2 separate regions of the Zea mays genome follow, and region 1 is linked to region 2. A link is a contact called in public Hi-C data. All regions are on one chromosome and are shown on one strand. Each heading gives the region's core, a stretch centred on a gene start, on an enhancer-like site or on the middle of the called end of the contact. The rest is flanking DNA. Distances are from core to core; before and after follow the strand shown.

Region 1 (4,726 bases), core at 1,805-4,304, 130 kb before region 2:
CTTCCTGACTGTCTGTCTTGATTCTGTAGGGGGTACCATTTGGAGAAGTCACCTTACAGGCCTATGCTGGTGAGTAGCAGCCCATAATCAGTAAATTCATTTTAGAATTCTGCTATATAATTTGTCAATGTTCTTCTGTGGTTTCCTCAGATCATGATTGTCCTCCTGCTGGTAGCTATTCTTTTCGGGGTAATGTTCTAGCTGGCCCTTTCTTTTCCGCGATGGAGACTTGAGAGAAACTATGCCAATCAGGTACGGCAAACAATTTGAACCACATTGCTTTGAACAATTTCCATTTCCCCCGAGGCTAACTATGTTGCGTTACTGGTTTTGTATAGATCCTTTTTGTACTGTGTATTCTCCAAAGGCTGCAGCAAATTCGGAAGTACTGACTGTAGATCGATACGGCTGCATGCTACTGTTTCCATGACTCCGTTGATGCTCTCAATTCGTTTGTTCATTTTATTTTCTCGCGCTTTGTATTGTTTGAAGCTGTTTTAAGGCAGAAAATACTATCGTGACATGTATGATGTATCCTACGAACATGTGTCTCAGTTTAGTTAGCAATGGCTGCACCTCTGTTCTTAAGGCGTCGCCTAGGCGTCCGGGCGATGGGCGATGGTCTAACGCCTAAGCGCTTTGCCCGCCTACCTCACCTAGGCGTTCAGAAGGTGCTCCAACGTCTTGGACCGCCTTACCGCTTTAAAAACTATGGGCTGCACTGTAGTTATTCTATGTGTTGTCTTGTTTTCATATCTGATATGTTTGTGTTTATCATAACTGTGTACTCTCCCATGGCGCTAATTATATTCAATATTATATGTATGTTTAGCTAAATTTTAAAACATCTAATGATAATAGTTATGTACTAAGTGCTTGTTTGGTTTCTTTAGTACAGAGACTAAAGTTTACTTCCTACTTCCTATCCTGTTTGGTTGCAGTGATTAAAAATATTTAGAATGCATTAAGGGCCTATTTGGTTCGCTGCCTAACTTATCACACTTTGCCTAACTTTTCTGCCTAAGGTTAGTTGTTCAATTCGAACGACTAACCTTAGGCAAAGTGTGGCACGGTTAGCCACGAACCAAACAGGCCTTAAATGACTTGTAAGAAGACTAAAATGTCCCTTAACATTCTTTGGTCATTAGTGCAACTGAAATAAATGAGGGGCAAAATATGGAATTAATATAATTTAGTCTTTTTTAGTCACCCCTGGGAACTAAAGACTAAAACAATTTAGTTTCTATTTTAGTCTCACAGTTTAACTATTTAGGGACTAAATGTGACTAAAATGGAGGGACTAATCTTTAGTCCCTCAAACTAAATGGGCCCTAAGCATCTCAAAGAGCTCTCCAGAAGACTCCCCTAAATCCAGTTTTTTTGGGAAAAATACAAAAACATGTCTCGAACAATTTCTCTAAAGTGTTCCCAATTTTTTCATAGTCCTTAACACTCTCACATTTGTAGCTACAAATGAGGGGTTTTTTGGGCTCTCAGAAACAATCTACCGCTTTAAGGGATCTGTTTAAAAAGGATTAAAATTTACCCATACTAATTATTTATATGCCCATTAAAACTGATTTTGAGAAGTCGTTTTCTGGATAGCTCTCGGAGATGCTCTAAGTTTAATATTAATATTATATACAGAGTTAAAGTTAAAACCAGTGACTCTCTAGAGAAGTGTCCTCGGGAAGTGAGAACGACCGACGTCTATTCCGAGGAAGTATTTGAGAAAACCGCCTGCTGCGTTGACCTTGAGCAGTTACTCAACCCAGGGATAAATTTTCCGACCAAAATTCACTGATTTTTTGGTGTTTTTTCAATTCCGGTAAAGACAGGAAAACGTTTTTTGCTCCGATTCTGCCAAATTCTGTTTCAAAATGAATCATTTTTTTTGTAAAAAACAACGAATTTTGCTGATTAGACATGGATTTTTGGCCAAGAAATTCGAATTTCGTTTTTCAAATTTGAAAATCCATTCCAGTTGAGAAAATCACTCGTGTTAGGCTATGTCTTACTTTAGATCAATCTATCATCGAACAATTATTGTTATTGGTTCTGAAACCTTAACTTTGAGTGTTTAATCATATACATACAATTGTCACTTTCATAAAGCTGCATATTTTGACTAGGTAGTGTTTGGTTCTATAGTCTACTAGGACGGAGTAGTTATGTTCTAGATTCCAAGGATAGAATGACTTCGTTCTGTGTTTGGCAGTTAGAACAGAATATAACAGAATATTTGTTTTTTGTTTGGTTCTGGAGTGAAGCAGACCAAAACAACTCTATCCTGTGTTTGGTTCCAGAATGAATGAAGCGTTGTACGTGAATGGAACCGGAGAGAAGCGTGTCGCTCATGAGCCATTAGGTTTGGCCGTTTTTGGGAGTCGTCAGATCCAACATCTGTGTGCGATATTTCTAAATTGCAGTGGCTTTGTTCTACTAAGAATCAAACCAAACACTCTCAATGATGAAATAGAACAACTCCACTCCATCGTAACTTAAAATCAGATATTATCTTATTTATGATGTGTTTGGTTTGTGTAGTCACTCTATGCTTCATGAAGTGATGCATCATAAGTTTATTCCATCAATTTTGGTGGAATCAACTCACTCCTTATATATATACTAATTATTAGCTTATGAAAATGAGGTGGTGATGGATCAACCCATTTTATTCCACAAACCAAATAAAAAAGTGAGGAGTGAGAAGAAGATGAATCACTTCATTCCTCAAACCAAACATCCTCTTAATTCTTCACATCTCATAGTTGATAGTTCGTAATAACCTTTTTAAATCTTGTGACTCAACTAAACAGACCCTAAAACAAATAAACATTATTTTATTTTTTTATACAAGCTGACGTGTGATTAGTTTATCCTTTTCAAGCTGGACGTGTATTGCCCATTCTTCTTCCGACTACGACCAGTCCGGCAGCAGCGGCAGCAGCACACGGCGAGCATTCCGTCCGCCCGTCCGTCCGCTTGCCCCCTCCTCAGAGCTAGCCTCCAAGCTCGCAATTATATAAGCATCGTCCCTTGCAACTTTCCAGAACTTTTGTCCCCCTCCCTCCTCCACACCTCTCGTTCTCTCCCCCTCCGCCTGCTCCCTCTCAGGAGCGCGCGCGCGCGCGCCCAGATCTAGGGTTTCGTCCGCGGCAAGATGAGCAGCCCGCATGGCGGTCTCGACGACCAGATCGAGCGGCTCATGCAGTGCAAGCCGCTCGCTGAGCCTGAGGTAACGCCTTCTCCGTCGCCCTCTTCTCGTTTCGAGACTTCGAGGTGCCTTTTCACTAGATCTGGCGGAGTTGCTGGGCCGGGGCACGGGTCCTGGGGGAGATCGGTTCTCTGGACGCGTTCCGATCCTGGTTGCCGCGGAAATGGCTGGCGGGAGCGTTTGGTTTGCTCGGGCGGGTGCTGGGCCTGGGCGGTTGTGAGCTGAGCGGGACGCTCCTTCTTTTTTATCGAGGCGTTTTTCTAGGTTGAGTTGATTTCTCTGCTTCATCTGAAAACAATTATCTTCTCATTTCACCATGATCTTTGGGAGCCATATAACCTTTTCTCCCCCGATTTATGCTGAAATGGGGGCCTAGAGTTGCTCCGAGATGTAAAAAAAATCGCACCATGTTATTAATGGATCTTTAGAATTAACATCTACGATTGATTTGCTCTGCTGGGAAGGGAGGTTATAGAATTAATATCTACGATTGATTGCTCTGCTGGGAAGGGAGGTTCTGATCCACTGCAATTTATGCTACAGGTTAGAGCTCTTTGTGAGAAGGCAAAGGAGATTCTGATGGAGGAAAGCAATGTTCAGGTTCGCTGTTTTGATTGCTTTGGCTTGAGTCATCAGCAATCCCATTTCATTACCAGTTGAGATATTATTTTGTTTGGGACCGGTTAACTTTTCTTCATGTCTAGCCTAAGCTTTGACCCGACCCAATTAGCAATAAAAAATTGTTTAATTCCCAGTCCACACTCTACCCCACCCCACCTTGCACAAACTAAATTTATGCCTGCTAACTAAATGTGTAGATTTGTGACATCTTATACCGTGCCTTCATCCCCACACATCATCATCAAGTTCTGATGAAAGAACCCTGAAGCCACCTTTTTAAGCTTCTTGTAAAAAAATGTCAGTGGTGGGAAAGGAACACCTGAAGTTTCTGAAACGTATAGCTTTAACAAGCATTTAATACAAGAAGATAAGATGGACTCTTTGGATAATCTGCGCTGTTTATATGGCGGATTCACAGATGCGGTTGGTCGTGTTATTTGTTGACTTTTGCCGATTTGTTTTGTTATCATTGTTGCAGCCTGTAAAGAGTCCTGTTACTATATGCGGTGATATTCATGGACAATTTCATGATCTTGCTGAACTCTTCCGAATCGGTGGAAAGGTACCTCACTAGTTTCTGTCATTTGCTTCTGTTTAATCTCCGATTTAGTAAGGAACATGTTGAAATTTCAGTATCTTGAAACTTTCACTTCTACCAGTGTCCAGATACGAACTACTTGTTTATGGGAGATTATGTTGACCGTGGTTACTACTCTGTCGAAACTGTCACAGTAAGTGTAGACTCACATGGCTTTATGTTAGCACCATCAGCATATTCATCTACTCATAGTGGTCATGAGCAGTATAGTTTGTGTAGTGTGCACTATATTGAAAAGCTGATCACATCTGCCTTTTGTTGTTCCTACTTCAAATTTCTAAATTGCAGAA
Region 2 (5,016 bases), core at 2,173-4,672:
TTTGCACGCTCCTGACTTGTGATTAACTGCATGTACTGCATGTACAAGTTTCCCTATGGTTTTTAGTACGTGGGAATCCGTGAAAGATTTCCCATGCGTAAATTGGGTATGTTCCCAATCTCACCACCGCAGCGTACATGTATGGGCACACAGAAAGCTAGGGATCTATGTGAGAATTTATTCTCCGTCGATCATTAAGTTTTAGAATCTCTTCTTGAGAATCTATTTACGGCTCGTACGCTAGCTTGAATCATGAGCTTTTCCAGGCATTAGGGGGAGATATCAAGTACCAAAAAGAATGCCAGGAAATTATAATGAATGCAGTAAGCATTCAGGCTCAGGATCACGTACTAAAACTGAACCTTTTGGGTTCGAATGATTTGCAAGAAGTTGCAAATTAACTGCCATGTGCATTTACTATGAGGTGTCACTCAAACTAATCCTACATGGAAGTGCCAGAAAGAGTGGTTACATGGAACACCACTCAACCCCCTATTACAATGATGTTGTAAATAAGAGGGGGAGAAGTATGAAGTATGGTCATAAATTGGGATTAAGATGCTTGCAAGCAACTGAAGGCTAGACCTTCGAGATAGTAAATACAAACCAACTATTCGTTGGTAACCAACTTAGCGTTGGTGGACACCTAGAGGATATGAATTATCCTGTGAATGGAAGGCATTCACAACCTAGCTCAGTGCGCACTGATGAGGCTAGGTTATCGGAAGCCCTTGATTCTCGTTTTGGGATTTCACGAGGAATCATAAGGGTACATAAAAATGACTTTATGTCAACTGGAGAATTGTGTTATTTAAAAGCTACAAGTGTCGACACATACATCTCAGCAAATTGTATATGCACTCCAAGTGATCCAAAAGACTATGGCCATAGCAGAGCATGAGTATGCTCAAACTGGATCTTGTTGAGTGATACAATATTTCAGAGATAGCCTTGCTCACCGGAAAGAAGTGTTAACTTATTTTCACTTCAAGGTATCTTACTGTGGATACAAGTTTGTTTTCATGGACTTGGAAACAATGAGGTGGTGAGAAAGCATGGCTAGTAGCAACTGAGTTTATACGCAAACCCAAGCATTATTTTAATGCTATAAATTCTCTTCTACCGTGAGTAGTAAAATTCCGATACAATACAAAGGGCAGTAAATCATCTATCTGTGCAGTTGATAGATGTAGTGACAACATATGCATATGTGGTCACTAGATTATGGTATATGTGGAGTCTTGAAGGATTCCAAATACATAATCACCAATCACAAATTTGCAATGCTTGGAAAGTCTTTGTGACTTAGAGCATCTTGGTCAAATATGGTACATTCGACCTAGTGAATCCTTCTTTTTGAAAGGATAAACAAAGTATGGTATGTTCAGTGTAAATATGTGCAGCATATTTTAAACATACATTACTTATCGACGGAGTTCAAGATAGAGGATATGAATTGAAAGAGATTTCCAATTCAAAGTAAACTATCTTAAGTATCTTGGATACAAAGTTGTCTATATGCAACATATATTGAAGAAATTCAATATGAAAGAGTCATGGTTATTTGATTCTTTCAGATCATGAGATGTGCTATTGTATCTTGCAAAAGCATCCGGCCGGATATTGCTTTGCAATGATTTGCTAGCTAACAGCACATGAGATCGAGTTATGATATCCAGATGTACTCATGCTCTCCTTATGTTTGGATATACTGATCTTGGATATCTATAGAAGATCCCCAAGTACAAGATCAATGACATACTTCTGGTAAGTTGGACCTACTGTTTGATAAATGTCAATCAACAGAGATTAACGATCACTTACACTAATCATTCTGTAGTACACTTCGTGGGATTGTACAGAATGATATACTACATACAGAGGGTATGTGGTGGTCATGATTTTTATATCACTGACCTTATTATCTATAAAGGTAATATTACTTTGTGTTGTTTAGATGAAAAACAAGTTACAAACTAAGTCTCTACCTTACTTCACATTTTAAATGTGTTTGAGAGCAGGTATGTGATGACTTAGTAATTTGTAAAGATTAGGGGGAGTTTTTCTCTTGATCGAAAGAACTTGTTTCTACATCATGTTGTACTCTTTTCTTTGCATGAGTTTTTCCCTGTTTGGGTTTCTCATTCAAAGTTTTTAACGAGGCAACATCAACACAAGGCCTATGTCGTATCATCTATTTTTCCCGTAGAGGTTTTCGAGGATGATACATTATGGCATAATTATTGTTGTATTTGAACTAGGTGATGAATTTATATCCCTAGAGTTCAAATGAATCAACAATAGAGTATGACTACTCTCCTTATTTCTCCCACTGGGTTTTAAAGGAGACTCAGCTGATATGTTGATTTCTCAGATTTTCTAGCAAGATTATCTTGGAGAAATATTAGCCTGAGTTATATGTCTCATCATTTATTTTCCCCACTGGGGTTTTTGAGATGATGGCTATAGACATATTATTGTTCTTTGGGCTAGAGGTCCATTGGAGAACAACGTACCATGATTCGATTGAATCACCGACAATTATCTATAAGGATAATTGAGCTTATGTTGTTCAGATGGAAACAGGAAAATGGAAATATTAACATCTTGCAAACAAAGTCTTGTGATAATCTTGTTGATCTATTCACAAAATCTCTACCATGCTCCACGTTTCAGAAATATGTTAAAGTGGTTGGTATGAGAAGACTTAAGTGATTGCAAGAATCAGGAGGAGAAATTCTCCGTGATATTTGACTTGTTTTGTCCATCATATTACACTTTTTTCTTTGTATGAGTTTTGCCTTATTGAGGTTTTCTCATCCAAAGTTTTTAACGATGTAATATCGACTAAGCTATATGCTTCATCATTAATTTTCCCCACGGGGGTTTTTAAGAATGATGATTACAAGCATATTTGTCTTTTGGAGTTCAAGTGAGATTCTCTTATGATCCAAAAGCATTGTGTACTCCTTATTTTTCCCACAGGGTTTTTAAGGAGATCATATATTTAAAGACGGCTGACAGATGATCAAATGAAGTTGGAATTGATCAAGGGAGAGTGTTAGAAAACCTTCCATGTGATCTAATTCCAAGGGATACGACCCTTCGTGGTGTCTCTTCACTATGTATATATATGTACATATCTCATGAGATCAATAGAACTGTCACTTTCTCTACATTTCTGTGTCTCGTTTTTACTGCGTTCCAATGCGTTCCAACAGGCCCCACTGTGAGCCGCCGCCCGCCCGCCAGCCAACCAAGCCAACTAGCTGCTGCGCCCCCAGGCCCCAGCCAACCAGGCGGCCGCACGCACGCGTCCGCACCGGCCAGCGGCCACCACCTCCCGCGCCCGCACCCAAAATAACCTCGCGGATTTTTGCTTTTGCCAAATCCAGCCTCCGCACGCGGAGAAAATTCCGAAGCGGAAGAAGTTGAACCGACAGGTGAGAGAGAAAGAGATAGGAGAGACGAGGCCACGACTCCACGGGGGAGGCAGGGAGAGAAGGTGAGAGAAGATGCGTTGCGCCGCCGCCGCGCTTGCGGTCGCCCTCATCGCTGTCGTTGCCGGCGCAACCGCGCCGGGGTCGCCGGCCGCGGGCACGTGCGCGCGGAGGGGTGCGCTACCGTTCCTCGACGCCGTCGGATCCCGCTGCCCCTTCGTCCGGATCGAGCCGTCCCCGCCTCTCGAGGTAGGTCCACCGCCTACGCGCCGTCTCTCGCCGGTCGCGGCCTCTTGCTGTCAAACTCGTTACATGTCACAGCAGGAATTAGTGGCGACGCGGGACGCGCTGTTTTTGTTTTTAATCTGCCGTCGACATACTGATATATACGATTTGCGTACTAAGCCTGTAGCCGGGCGGTATCAGAGGAGACAGAGAAAAGATGCCGTGATTTTTCTTTTTGGCTAGAAATATTCGTAACATAATGGATGCGAATATTGTGCCTTGCTAATTAATCCTCCCTCTTTAACAACTAAAAGAGCAAAATTAGCAATATGGGGAACCTTTTGAAGAAGAATTATGCTATAAACCATGGCAAATGGGGAATCCACACTCCAAATAAACCTTTGCTGGCATGGAAAATATGTGCAACTGGCCAATATAATAAACAAAATAAGGCTAGTGGAGCTAGAAAGTGCAGCCTGGTTGGCTGGTCTAGTGGAAGAGAATAATCAAGAATATGTCAGGCAGACTTCTGCTTGACCGAGTTTAGAATTTGGAAATCAGGTCTTAGATCCAAACATGTGAGCGTTGTTTGATTTCTTGATATTCGTTGTGCGCATGCTTGGCACTGTGAGTATTAGTTGTTTCTTCTGTGCATTGTATCTAAGATTCTAAATTTTAAACTTAAGTTTATTAGCGATACACCATAGCTATATGTAAACGTTTAGGAAAATGAAAACCTAATTGTACATGCTGTGATTAGGATATGAGATGGTTGTTTGGATTTTGAAAGTTTCCACCAAACTTGAGTTATATATATATATTTTTATGATGATTCAATATTTGATTGGTGGTGATAGTAGGTGCACCTATTTCCAGAGCAGGAAAGCTGTATATCATTTTTAATAGGGTTTGTCAGAAGAATGGGTAAATTGCATATGCTTAACTTTGGGTTAATTTTGGCACTGAAATGGGAAATAGTGTCAACCTAAAACTATTACCTCTGGTGACACCCTGCAATTTGTGTTGATTTTGCTTTTTTTTTTTTTTGCAGATTGGTGAACGATCTTTACTTTTAGCTGCTGCTGGTCATATTTTGACTTAATAAAGTGCCTTGTTTATCGATTAATTCTGATGGTGCAATGTATGTGGATACTTTGTATTGCAAATTTGGGAAGTTGTAGTTTCTTATATACCTTGTCTTGTACTGAAGGTGAGAGGAGAGGCTGTGGATACTGAGTTGAACCTTCGAAGGAGGGGTGCTTCATACTCCATTCTCTTCTATGCTGCATGGTGTCCTTTTTCGAGCAAATTTCGACCGATATTTGAAACTGTCAGCACTATGTACCCTCAG

The links. A called contact is a pair of places that touch in the nucleus more often than the background predicts.
Region 1: a Hi-C map of tassel shows a contact between it and region 2, with 2.1 times the contacts expected there. The contact joins the promoter of LOC100282302 here to the promoter of LOC606482 in region 2. A contact is called at or near these places in 4 of 25 Hi-C or Micro-C datasets (ear, leaf and tassel).

The regions. Positions count from the first base shown.
Region 1 is chr5:3,953,139-3,957,864 of Zm-B73-REFERENCE-NAM-5.0, reverse strand. It overlaps LOC100282302, which reads left to right and starts at 3,054. Exons shown (of 11, transcript NM_001155214.1): 1 at 3,054-3,238; 2 at 3,761-3,817; 3 at 4,317-4,400; 4 at 4,498-4,569. The coding sequence starts at 3,164. It overlaps LOC541614 (squalene synthase 1), which reads left to right. Exons shown (of 14, transcript NM_001111369.2): 12 at 30-69; 13 at 151-252; 14 at 339-823. The coding sequence ends at 201.
Region 2 is chr5:3,824,104-3,829,119 of Zm-B73-REFERENCE-NAM-5.0, reverse strand. LOC606482 (adenosine 5'-phosphosulfate reductase-like 9) reads left to right here and starts at 3,422. Exons shown (of 4, transcript NM_001112337.1): 1 at 3,422-3,689; 2 at 4,876-5,016. The coding sequence starts at 3,516.